2 separate regions of the Sus scrofa genome follow, and region 1 is linked to region 2. Evidence: chromatin contacts called from public HiChIP or PLAC-seq data. All regions are on one chromosome and are shown on one strand. Each heading gives the region's core, a stretch centred on a gene start, on an enhancer-like site or on the middle of the called end of the contact. The rest is flanking DNA. Distances are from core to core; before and after follow the strand shown.

Region 1 (5,918 bases), core at 3,377-5,876, 330 kb before region 2:
ACTTAAATCTCACATCCGTCCTAAACACTACAAACTATTCGCACTCTGAATCAGAAAAGGTGAATATACTAACCATTCAGTTAAAAAAGCAATTTTTAAAAATCAAAATCATCTGTCAAACCTCCAATTTTTACTTTCCAAGGTTTTTGAATGTCTATGTCAAAGTGACCCCTAGTTTGCTTTTTACACACTTGGCTCAGCTTACACGGAGCCTACCTACCAGACCAACACCTGGACCAGCTAAATTGCATAGGAAGATTTTTTTTTAACTATGTTTACATTTTTCTTAAATTAACTTTAAAAAAGCATAGTAAAGAGTCTGAGGACAAATTATTCAACTGTTTATCATACATAAGACCGCATGACTATAATACAAAGGGGAGTCTTTTTCATTTAACGTTACAATATACACAGCAAGTCCGGACCAGATCTTACAATCTGCACACAGGTATTTAACCTTTTCCATGCTGTTTATGTTTACAATGCACAGAAGTCCTGTAACCAAACCGTGTAGTAAAGCACACAAAACTGGACTGTAACATAACACAGTATGCAGAAGCATTGGATTTTATGATTTCCTTTATGTAAATAGCGGTTTAAAAACTGCTTTCGTTTTTGGTGCTTGCTGAGATGTGGCAACCAGCACAGAAAAAAATGGCCTGACCCCTGTATCTTCACCTCATGTTCCTAATGGCAGCAACTACTGAATTCCTCCTGATATTGCTGGGCTCAGGACGGTCTCCTTTTGCTCACTGTAAACCTTTATGAACTAGGAAGTTCAAAATCATCCACAGGCCTGACATTTGGTTACAAAATAAACATGCATTTCCTGATTAACAACAAAAAACTTTGTGGTTTATAAAAACGGATATTCCCGAGTTTCCATTCACATTCACAGAGTGTTAAGCCTTTCTTTTGTCACTGTTGACGTATAAAAACCTGCTTTTGTTCGGAAAAAGTTGACCTAGTCAGCCCCAGGGGACTGACCAATAAAAAGTAATGTGGTGTTCTGCGGAGTTTCTTTTGAACAGGGTTATTGGCAGAGGTAGATTACTGCTTCTTTTCTAGGCTTCTTTGATCCTGGACAGGTAAATTCCTTATCTTCATTCTCCCAATTCAACCGCTCAAATGTATAACACCGTAAAATTGGTCAATTTAAAAATGGGAACACAAATTTAGCAACTGCCAGACTGTGTTACATTAAGGCAGCATAATCTCAAAACTAGGCACCTGTTAGACACCAGCCTGTTCGCTTCAGGTCATGCGTGAGAGTTCTGCTTCACTCGTGCTCGTATTTTGGACCTGGTGGTGCAATCAAGGTCTTGCTTTCAAGTCTACAAGTAGGTTAATCAGGAATACAAGAATCAACTGCTGGTTCCATAGCTTCTGGATCCAGTGTCCCTTTACCTTCAGAAGCCTGAACACATTTAGAATGTAACAGATGTTGTCATCTTGAATTAGATGTCAATCTATTATGTTCAGTACACAGATTTGCTGTAAATGTATTGGCTATGGATTCAACAACAGTTCCAGTTTTGTTTAAGCAATAGTACAGCCATAATTTTCAACTGACATTTAAAAATGGTCTAGTTACACCTTGTGTCAAAGTGCAGAACTGCTACATTATTGGTTACAGACATCTATGTGCTATAAAAACAGCTTTGGTACAATAAATTATCAAAAAAGAAAATAAATTTTTGTAAAATTCACAGCATAATTGTGAGGCAAAAAAGCAGTCACATAAAATTCTGCATTTTTTAAAAATGTTCAGGATGAACAGAAGACATCTTTGTGCAGAAGAAATGGTGGAGATACCACGTGCCGAGAAAAAGCAAAAGAAAAAGTAAAAAGCAGGAAGGGACACAGCTGTAGCTATTTCCATCAAAGCAAACCACTACTTCTGTGACCTTCAACCAATAAGGAAGTCAACTTTATGACACACGCAAAGTGACCTTGCAATACCTTACAATTAGTGGGTCACAAAAGTCTATTTTAAAAGAAAGGCCTCTTGAATTACCCATTCTCTGTGTTTTCAGCATTAAGGACTGTCTGCAAAAGCGTGTCCAAAAGTGATTGCATCTGAAATGGTAGGCTCTTCTAATTTCGAGTCCAAATCCATAAGGCCAAAGGTTATCCCAAAGACCACCACTCAGACCTCCCCAGGACTGGCCATGACTGACCCGTTGATTGCTTCTCAGTGCACCTTGGTTAGGAGACCAGTCACGTTCCATCACTATCTCACTGTGGCCTCGACAACGGGAGACCCACAGGATCCCAGGTAATTGCTGCTTTGCTCCTCAGTAGGTTCAGACAGGAGAGTTCTGATCCCGCCACGTAGCATGCTTACTGTGCCTTACAAACTCCAATACAGCCGTCCCTTCCATACAGCTGAAGGTGATGTCGGTGTGAGCGGGAGGTCCCTCTTCCTTACAGTACTGCATTTCCGCACCCAAGTGTGTTCAGAGGACTCAAAAACCAAACTTCCCACCCCCCACCCAAAACAAAACCAAACCAAACAAAAACGGGGGGGAAAAAGGAAAAACAAAAAGGGGAAAGAAACACCCTCATGGGGCCCTTTATGCGAATTATGTGCAGTGCCTTTTATTTTAAAACTAGTTGGCAAATGATCAAGACCAACATCTGAACAATAACGTCTGTGGAATAGAAAGACAAAAAACCCCACTATGACTGGGATGTGGCAAGTTAAAATGGGGGAGGCAAAAAGAGGACACCTCTGAGCTATCCATGAAGATGGGTTTGGACATGGCTCTTTTAAAAACTTCATTGTCCCTTTGCAATCTTTTCAAGTTAAAAAAAAAAAAAAAAAAAAAAAGTCAGCTTTGCCCTCTTGTAGCGGTTCAGTGTGTTAATCTCCTTCTGATTCAAGCAGCTTTGCACTTTGTTTTTTGGAAAAAAACACCACTTCTATAAAAACACACAAGAAACAAACTCAAGTTTCAATTTAGTCACGAGCTAGCTACAGGACTCTGTTGCACACAAACTCCTGTCATGGGGGACTCTTCTCTATCGGCCCCTTGCCTCATTGTCAGATGTCCTTCAGTCATGTAATGTGCAGGACCTGTATTAGCAGAAAATTGGTATGTCGGATGTCCAGCTATGCCAGTCTCTTGGCGGGGATTGGAGTAGACGGTTAAGTTAACGTCCATAGCTCCATTCTGTCCAAAGTCCAAGGTATTAGCAGCCACTGGGCGATTCTGGTAGGCCTGGTTGCCTTGATTACCAGTAGAGGAGGAAGATGTCGAGGAGGAAGTAGTTGAGGAGGACAGGGATGTCATGGAGTGGTGACTATGGCCAACCTCCATAGAATCCTGGGTAGAGGAGCTATTTGTTGGAGAATTGTAGACCCTTGGCCTGGTCCGGTTACCCAAGGCTTGTTGTCCATGGTGGTGGTGGTGGTGGTGGTGGTGGTGGTGGTGGTGATGGGAACTGTTTCCGTGGTGATGATGCAATGCATTCTGTTGAGGGGCTACATGAAAGGTTGTTTCTTGAACGGGATGAGTTTCAACAGTGACTTGTGTAGGAGCATCAGTGCCTGACCAAGCAATGGGAGCAGGAAATTGCTGACGCACCTGTAAGAACAGATTTTAAAACAAGGTATTCAGAGTGCCGTTTCCAAGCTTTACTTTCCAGTTAACAGCTATGATGCCAGCATTTGCACTGATCAGAAAGAGGGTTTTGAAGTTTTAAGGTGTTAGATAGTTCTATAACATAAACTTCCAAATATGTTCAAGAGTGAAAACGATTTTACCATGAAAGCTGCAACTTTTAGCAAGTTATACCCATGAACAGGCGCATATATTTTACTGGCCACTTTCTTTCCTCGGAAGCATTATTTATACCAGGTTTCAGCAAATTTTTTCTGGAAAGAGCCAGACTGTAAGTATCTGACAGGTCCAAAGGGAACTCTTTACTCTCCCCCTCGAGCCCGTTCTCTCTCCATCCTTCCTATTTTAAGAGAAGCACCACTACCCCTCTAGCTGTTCAACCACTCCTCCATCCAAACAATCACAAGTACTACTAAAACAGAACTCAAATCCGGCCTCTTTTCTCTATCTCCACCACCATAACTCTATCCTAGGCCACCATCATCTCTTGCCTAGACTAATTCCACAGCCTCCTACTCAACTCCCATCTTTCCCCTTCCCCAAGCCATTCTCCAAAGAGCAGCAAGAACAGTCTTTTTAAAACACAAATCCAGGAGTTCCCGCTGTGGTGCAGTGGGTTAAGAATCCATAAACAATCCGCTCAGTCCAGCCACCTGAGTCCCCACTACACCGGGTCTTCCTTCTTCTGCTCTACCTTGACCAGGTCAACATCTTTCAAATGCCTCCGAGCAGCTGCACTTACTGTTCCCTTCTGCTTAGAAGGCTCGATTTCTAATTTCTGTGTGGATGCCTACTTCTTATCATTTCAGTTCCAAAGTCTTCCCACACCAGTCTAGCTAAGATGGTCCCAACTCCTGTGGCAGAGGCTACTAGTTGTCCTCAAAAACCATATTCTTCTTCCTGACCACATGACTGCATTACGCTCACTCCCCAGCCCCCCCTGCACTTAGACACAGCCGTGTTACTATTTTAGTCAACTGAATATGAATGCAAGTTGCTATGTTACAGCCACCTCAGGCCCACAAACACCTCCCAAGTCCTTCTGCCTGCTGGACACAGCCGATAACCAGGCCCATAGGAATGGCGCAAGACGGTGGGAACCCGAGCCGCGGGAGAGAGCCACTGAACCTCAGTGCCCACTCCAGACTACCGTGTAAAAATGAAACTTCACATCCTCTAAGTTACCACATTTTGGAACCCTGTCTGTTATCAGTTGGGCCTGCTTGAATTAATACATTCTCACCCAACAAACAGCAATTCTAGAGTACATCCTGACTTCCCAGGTAATAGTACTTGGAATTTCTAGTCATTTAGTTCATTTTGTTTATTTACTGTGTCATTGTAAGCTCTAGGAAGGCAATACTCGTGTCTTTATCACCAGTGGCTAGCAAAGACCATTAAGTATTTACTCAATGAAGGTGGTCTCAAAATCTAATACAAGAAATTTTCTTTTTTTGTGCTTTTTAGGACTGCACCCATATGGCATATGGAAGTTCCCAGGCTAGGGGTCAAATCGGAGCTGTAGCCACTGGCCTAGGCCACAGCCACAGAAACTGGGGATCCAAGCCGCATTTGTGACCTACACCACAGCTCACGGCAACACCAGATCCTTAACCCACTGAGTGAGGCCAGGGATCAAACCCTCATCCTCATGGATACTAGTCAGGCTCGTTCCCTGAGTCACAACAGGAAACCCCGAATTCAAGAAATATTATTGAAAATAATCCAGTAGAAAAATAGAAAGTTCTCAGAAAATACCATTGGCTCTTAAAACTATGAACCTACTCAAATTCATGCATAGGAAGAAATAAGAACAATATAACCATTCTCTGTCCAACACCAGTTGTCATTTCAGACTAGCCGCACTGACTGCTTCTCCAAACTCAGCTGGCTGCAGCTAAATTGGTAAAACTATATGGAGGGCAATTTGGCAACAGTTATCAAAATGACAAACCACATTACTCTTTGATCCAACAGTCTTATGTCCAGGAATTTATATCACAGATAAACTGCATGAGTGTGGAGGATTTATATTTAGAGTTGTTTATTAAAGCATTATTTGTAGTAGTAAAAAAAGATTAAAAATAAGCTAAAAGGGGACTGCATTAATAGGGAAAACTACTGAAATGACTCACGGAATATCTGAACAACAGAATGCTGTGTGACTACTAAAAACCAAACGAAAAGAAGGAAAATGCTCTTTATGTAATGATAGGGAAAGAGCTCCATAATATATGTTTAAAAGTATATGTAAACCTGTTAAAATAAAAAAACAGGATACGAAATACTGTG
Region 2 (6,340 bases), core at 2,356-4,855:
GCTGTAGCCGCCGGCCTACGCCACAGCCACAGCAACGCGGGATACGAGCCGCATCTGCAACCTACACCACAGCTCATGGCAACACCAGATCCTTAACCCACTGAGCGAGGCCAGGGATCGAACCCACAACCTCATGGTTCCTAGTCGGATTCGTTAACCTCTGAGCCACGACGGGAACTCCAGTACATAGAAGTCTTAAAGAACATAACCAACTGACTTCACTGGTTGACATCATAGAACACTTGACCTACCAAAAGCAGAACACACATTCTTTTTGAGTGCACATGAACTATTTGCCAAGTTTGGCAATAATTGTGGGCCATAAAACAACTTGATAACTTTAAAAGGATTCAAATCATACAACGCGTGTTCTATAACACATGAAATTAGAAATCACTAACAAAACGATACATGAAAAAAAAACCCAGATATTTGGAAGGTAAATAATATACTTTTAAACAACCCATGGATGGCTCAAGGAGAAAATCAAAATCAAAATTAAAAAGTATTTTGAACTGAATCAAAATGAAAACACAACAATACAGGCCCAGACAGGTTTAATGATAAATTCTACCAAACATTTATGAAAGAAATAGTACCAATTCCATGCAAACTCTTTCAGAAAATCAAAAAGGAAGAATATTTTGAACTCATTATATTTTGAACTCACCCTATTATCAAAACCAGAGGACTTAACAGAGAAAAGATAATTCCTCATGGGCATAGATGCAAAAGTTCTAAAACAAATGAGAAAATCAAATTCAAAAGGACAAATAGGATGGCTCAGTGGAGTTTATTTAGCCCAGGAAAGTAAGATTGCCTTGATATTTGAAAAGAAATCAAGGTAACTTCTCATATTAACAGACGGAAAAAGGAAAACTGTACGATGATCCAACATGATGCAGAAAAGGAATTGCTCCACAGTGTAAATCAACTCTACCTTGATTAAAAAAATTTTTTTAAAGAAAGGGCATTTGGCAAACCCAGCGTCAAGTCCTGATTTTAAAAAACTCTCAGCGGTGTTCCCGTCATGGCGCAGTGGTTAATGAATCCGACTAGGAACCATGAGGTTGCGGGTTCAATCCCTGGCCTTTCTCAGTAGGTTAAGGATCTGGCGTTGCTGTGAGCTGTGGTGTAGGTTGCAGACGCGGCTCGGATCTGGTGTTGCTGCGCCTCTGGCGTAGGCCTGGGAACCACCATATGCTGAGGGAAGCAGCCCTAGAAAAGGCAAAAAAAAAAAAAAACCCTCAGCTAATTAGGAGTGTAAAAATCTTCAATCTGATAAAGGGCGTCTATGAAAAACCTACAGCAAACATCATCCTTAGTGGCAAGAGGCTGAGCGCTTTCAGCCTCTGTGGTGGTTGGAGAAATTTCTGTTGCCACGTGAGAACCTGAGCTGTGCGGGCTGAAGGGGAAGGAGCAGCCAGCAGGTGAACTGCTGGAGCAGCAAGCTGGCCGAGTGGGGCAAATGCCAACTCTGGTATTTCCCAGCTATGTGACCTCGGGGAAGTTACGTGACCTTTGGGTTTGTTTCCTCACCTGTAAAATGGGGGTAAGAGGTAGTTCTATTTTGCAGGCCTCTTGGAGAAATTAAGTGCTGAGATGTTTGCAATCACTCAGTGCAGTACCCAGAACATTCTACTACACTCGAGAAATGGCTGTTTGTAGACAACATGTGGGAGACAGGGACGGGCAGAAGCTGTGTCTGGGGCTTGTGAGGCAGGTTGGATGGGGCGGGAGGCACCAGATTCAGAGGTTACCCTGGCCAGGTTGCAGTGGTGGCTCTGAGCCTGAGCTGGGGTATTTTTTAAGTGCTCACTGTGCAGCTACTACATGCAAGCACACTCATTGAATCCTTCTTGTATGAAGGTGGAAACTGAAGCTGCAAGAGGTGGAATAATTTGCCAAAGGCACACTACCAAAGGGATGCGGGCAGCATGGGGCGGGAGAGAGGCGTGGGTGTCGGCCTGTGGGGGGCGCTGAAAGGGTGCCGGCTGCTGCAGGCCGGCGCTGAGGTGAGGGCTACACAGTCTAGGTGGGGGAAGGGAAGTAAAGAGGAGGCTGAGGACCTGGGGTGGAAGGTGGCAGGGAGGGAAGGGGCTCCGGTCCAGGATACGTGGGCCGGCCGGTGTCCCCGCCACCCTGCAAGGTGGATGCAGTGAAGGTAGGTGATTAGAGGGGAATGGGGTGGGGTCGAGGGGCTGAGGGGAGGCAAGGGTCACTTAGGAGGCTGATGAATGCAGCTGAAATCGTATCCGAAATGCTCTCTGCCTGGCCCGGGGCTGTCCCCTGTGACTCCAAGCATATGGAACAAGGGTCAGCCGCAGACTGCACTGCCGGGCAGCTGCTGAAATACCTCACCATCTGCTGCGCTCAGGTCCGAGCCCCAACCCCCAGCCCCCTGGCCCAGAGAACTTCCCACCTCTGCACCGGCCACCAGAGCAGAGGCTGACCTTGGCCTCCTGCTCCTTCCACACCAGCAGGTGGAAAGCTCTGCTCCTGCCTTTCCTCTTTCTGGGTGCTGCCCTTCCTTTCCGCCACAGCTCCTCCCCGCCTTCTTCCAGGGGGGCCTCCATGCAAATGTCACCCCTGGCCTGGTCTCAAGTCGTGACCCTCCTCCCCTCCCAGGCACACGGCTTCGTCCCCTTCTGGCTCCATTTTTCTCCAGATTTGCAGAGACATACCAAACACCTGCCATTAGTGTCGAACTCACCGGGCTCCCCCACTGGAACGCCAAGGACCCGAGGACAGGCCTCTCGTTTCTTCTGTCCCCTGTCACATCGCCAGCACTTAGAGCAGTGCCCTCATGTGCTGGACAGAATAGAGATTTGGTGACTGAATGGAGAGCCCATCAAAAGGTCAAGGCCATGTGGCTCACTCCTGAGGGCACAGCGGGGATGCACAGAGGCTCCCTTGGAGAAGGGAAGGGGTGACGAGGTCCCTGTCCCCCCAGGAGAGGCCACAGTGGGGACAAGGAGATGTAGGCATGGCTGTCTCATACAGGCCCAGGAAATAGGGCTTGATGGCCACATCTGTCACAGGGAAGGGTTGCAGCAAGGGCTAAGCCTCCGCTTTCAAAGGCCTGACCAAGTTAGAGGTGGTGGTAGTTTTAAACCTGGAAGCAAAAGCAATGTGGCCTCCGGTGAGGCCCCAGTGAGAGCCGGAGTCCCGCTGGCTCTGGAAGCACGTGGTCGATCCATTCAATTGCTTTCTTTCTTCAGAGGCTGGCTCACCCCACTGGGATAGGGTGGCACTTCAGGACACGGAGCTTGGAGCCAACAGCAGATTTCTTGAAACTGGTAGCGGGGAGATCTAAATTAAGAAGACCTTTCTATCACACCAAAGAACAGAAGCTGAAAGAGAGGGCTGAAGGAATTAGGCAAAATGCCTTTATACACAATGTTGAAAAGTGGAGGGAAAAATGTTAGAAAACAGAATGGTATTTATTCACTGGGAAGCCAAGGTATTTGCTGAGAACAATGACACCTCTGTTTGATGCAAAAACACCTTAGAAAGCGCGAGCCCTCTCTTTGACGTGTCCTGCACAGCAGCCGGGAATAAACACCAGCTGCTCTGCGGTAGCGGCTCCCGGCTGAGCGCTGGCCCCGCTTCGTGCCCCATCCTCCCTCCCGCGGGAAGCCGATGAGTCAGCAGCCGCTGGCCTGGGCCATCCTCACGCTCCTTTCTTGTTGGGCAACCCTGAAGCTCATGGGCTTTGGATTTACCAGCATGCTCCTGAGGCAGGGCCTGGCCGGAGCAAGGAAGGAGCCTTCCTTGGTTTTTAGCAGAGGAGGAGCAGCAGCAGAGCCGGGCATGACGGGGGAGCACGGGGGCCTCGGGAGGGGCTACTTAACTCACTGAGCGAGGGCCAGGGATCGAACCTTCATCCTCATGGATACTAGTTGGGTTGATTACCACTGAGCCATGATGGGAATGCCAATTCAATTTTTAATAGTTGTTGCGTTTAACAGTTAGCTGGCAAAAGTCCTGAAAATTTAACAACTAGCTCATTCCTGGGGCTGGTTCAATGTGTGCACTTTTCTGTGGTTACTGTTTTCAATAAAACTAAATTTTTAAAAAGACAATAAACCTGGGCCCCGTGTTTCCTGCAGAAGCTTCATCATTTTATCTTTCACATTTAGGGCATTAGGAAACATGAATTGATGTTTCCGTGTGGTGTGAGATCAATGTTTTCTTCCCAAATGTATACCCCAAATTATTATATTTAATGCAGCTAAAAACTTTTCTTCAGATTATTGATGGTTGTCTCATTAGGATTTTGTAGCTTTCTAGTGCTGTTTAATTTCTGGATTTTTGCTAAACATTTTCTTTTTTTCCCCTTCCTTCCCCTTTAAAGGGTAAACAGGAAGAGATGATATAAACTGGAGGTGAAGAGAACAGGTCTCACCTCAAACTCCCGGGGGAGTTGGGCTTGCACGCCTCCTCCGCTGCGGTCGGCCTGCGCCTGCCTCCCCCAGGCATGCAGCACTGGTTCTAAACCCAAACTGAACAGAAGTGCTCACCCAGGTAATCTGGGAAAGCCACAGGTGAGAGGATCCTTTACTATAGAATCACGATGCCATCAAAGTCAACCCGGAGATTTCAGGAACACAACTGTTATTTTTCAAAATAACTTCGAGGTGACCTGACTTCTTCTTGACCTTTTGTCCGTCTGACTACGTTCCACAGTCAGGCTTCACTGAGGAATCTAAGTCTTGACCTAATAAAGCTTTTCCTCTGCAGGCCCAGCAAGCTCTCCCCCTGTGCCAATCCTGACCTCAGCAATGATCACTAGCTTCCTGTAATGCGCTGGGCAATATGCAGACACTTTTCAGAAATTTTATTTATATATTTTTAGGGCCGCACCTGCAGCACATGGAAGTCCCCGAGCTAGGGGCTGAATTGGAGCTATAGCTACCGGCTTATACCACAGCCACACCGGATCGGAGCCACCATCTGCGACCTACACCTCAGCTCACAGCAACGCTGGATCCTAACTCACTGAGCAAGGCCAGGAATCGAAGCCACATCTTCATGGATACCAGTCAGGTTCTTAACCCACCGAACCACAATGGGAACTCCTTATTATTAATCTAGACACCTCTCTTGATACTTCTTTAAGGGCCCTTCTCACCACCTGAAATTACATTCTGAATTTGCTTTTTGTCTATCACTGAAAGAGTCCTTGCCCCACCTTCACTGCCGCATCAGGATGTGAGCACCCCCTCCCCTGCAAAAAAGGAGTTCTCGTTGCGGTGTAGCAGAAACGAATCCAACCAGGAACCGTGAGGTTACAGGTCTGATCCCTGTCCTTGCTCAGTGGGTTAGGAATCCAGCGTTGTCGTGAGCTGTGGGGTAGGTCGCAGATGTGGCTTGGATCTGGTGTTGCTGTGGCTCTGGTGTAGGCCGGCAGCAACAGCTCCGATTAGACCCCTAGCCTGGGAACCTCCACCTGCCGCAGGTGCGGCCCTATAAAGACAAGGGGGGGGGGGAAAGGATGTGAGCTCAGGGCCTGGTGCACAGTAGGTACTCCACACATTTGTTTTCACTGGTCTGAGGCTGCCCAGCCTTCTCAGCAAAGCACTGAAGGCACATGGCTCTGTGAAGGCGGACATGTCCTCTGAACAGATGTCAGAATGAAGAGGGGAAGGGGGATTAGATACGACTGATGATCCATTCTTCTTACGATTATTCTTTTAACAAATTTTGATGATTAACATCTATTAATCACATTTGATTAAAGATAAAACACCTGAAATGTATTTATCTTTTTTGTCTTTCTAGGGCTGCACCTGCAGCATATGGACGTTCCTAGGCCACAGGTCGAACTGGAGCTGTAGCTGCCCGCCTACACCACAGCCCCACAGCCACAGCATCCTTAACCCACCGAGCGAGGCCAGGGATCAAACCCGCGTCCTCATGGATGCTAGCTGGGTACGTGGACCACCGAGCCACGACGGGAACTCCTGGAATGGATTTCTTCCTCCTTTTCAGGACGGGTCACACTGGAGATGTTTCGGTCCTCCTTCTGACAAGTCATCCGATCCACAACCCGGTCTTTGCGTTTCATCAGCATCATCAGCAAGTACCTCATGTTGTCTTTTACCTGTTTCCTTTAATCTCTTTCTCCAGAGAGGGTCATCCGGTGGAAAAACTACCTGAAAGAGTTCCATTCCTTCCGTTTTGCGGTGTGATCTCTTTGCCTACCTGCTTCCACTGTACAGTCTTTGAAATTACCTTTAAAATGTAGAAACATTTTGCTGGGGTACCATTTCAATGTTACGCATTATTTATAGCATAAACTTTTCACCAAGGGAAATATACTCTTAGGAATAGTCAC

What was found. HiChIP or PLAC-seq counts read pairs in DNA pulled down with a chosen protein or histone mark.
Region 1: a contact with region 2 is called in an H3K27ac HiChIP or PLAC-seq map of skeletal muscle. The contact joins two enhancer-like sites. A contact is called at or near these places in 1 of 47 Hi-C or Micro-C datasets (fetal heart ventricle) and 1 of 2 datasets of contacts at active chromatin or transcription factors (skeletal muscle).

What each region holds. Positions count from the first base shown.
Region 1 is chr13:201,154,354-201,160,271 of Sscrofa11.1, reverse strand. DYRK1A (dual specificity tyrosine-phosphorylation-regulated kinase 1A) reads right to left here. Exons shown (of 12, transcript XM_005670334.3): 12 at 327-3,590. The coding sequence ends at 2,967. Among named protein-coding and RNA genes, the nearest start is that of DYRK1A, 150 kb to the right of the region's middle. Within about 2 kb of position 4,626, at least 5 of the 83 cell types and tissues checked have an H3K27ac peak or open chromatin away from gene starts, as enhancers often do. A contact at or near this core is called in skeletal muscle, where this site is marked.
Region 2 is chr13:200,823,071-200,829,410 of Sscrofa11.1, reverse strand. No RefSeq gene overlaps it. Among named protein-coding and RNA genes, the nearest start is that of DSCR3, 100 kb to the left of the region's middle. Within about 2 kb of position 3,605, at least 41 of the 83 cell types and tissues checked have an H3K27ac peak or open chromatin away from gene starts, as enhancers often do. A contact at or near this core is called in skeletal muscle, where this site is marked.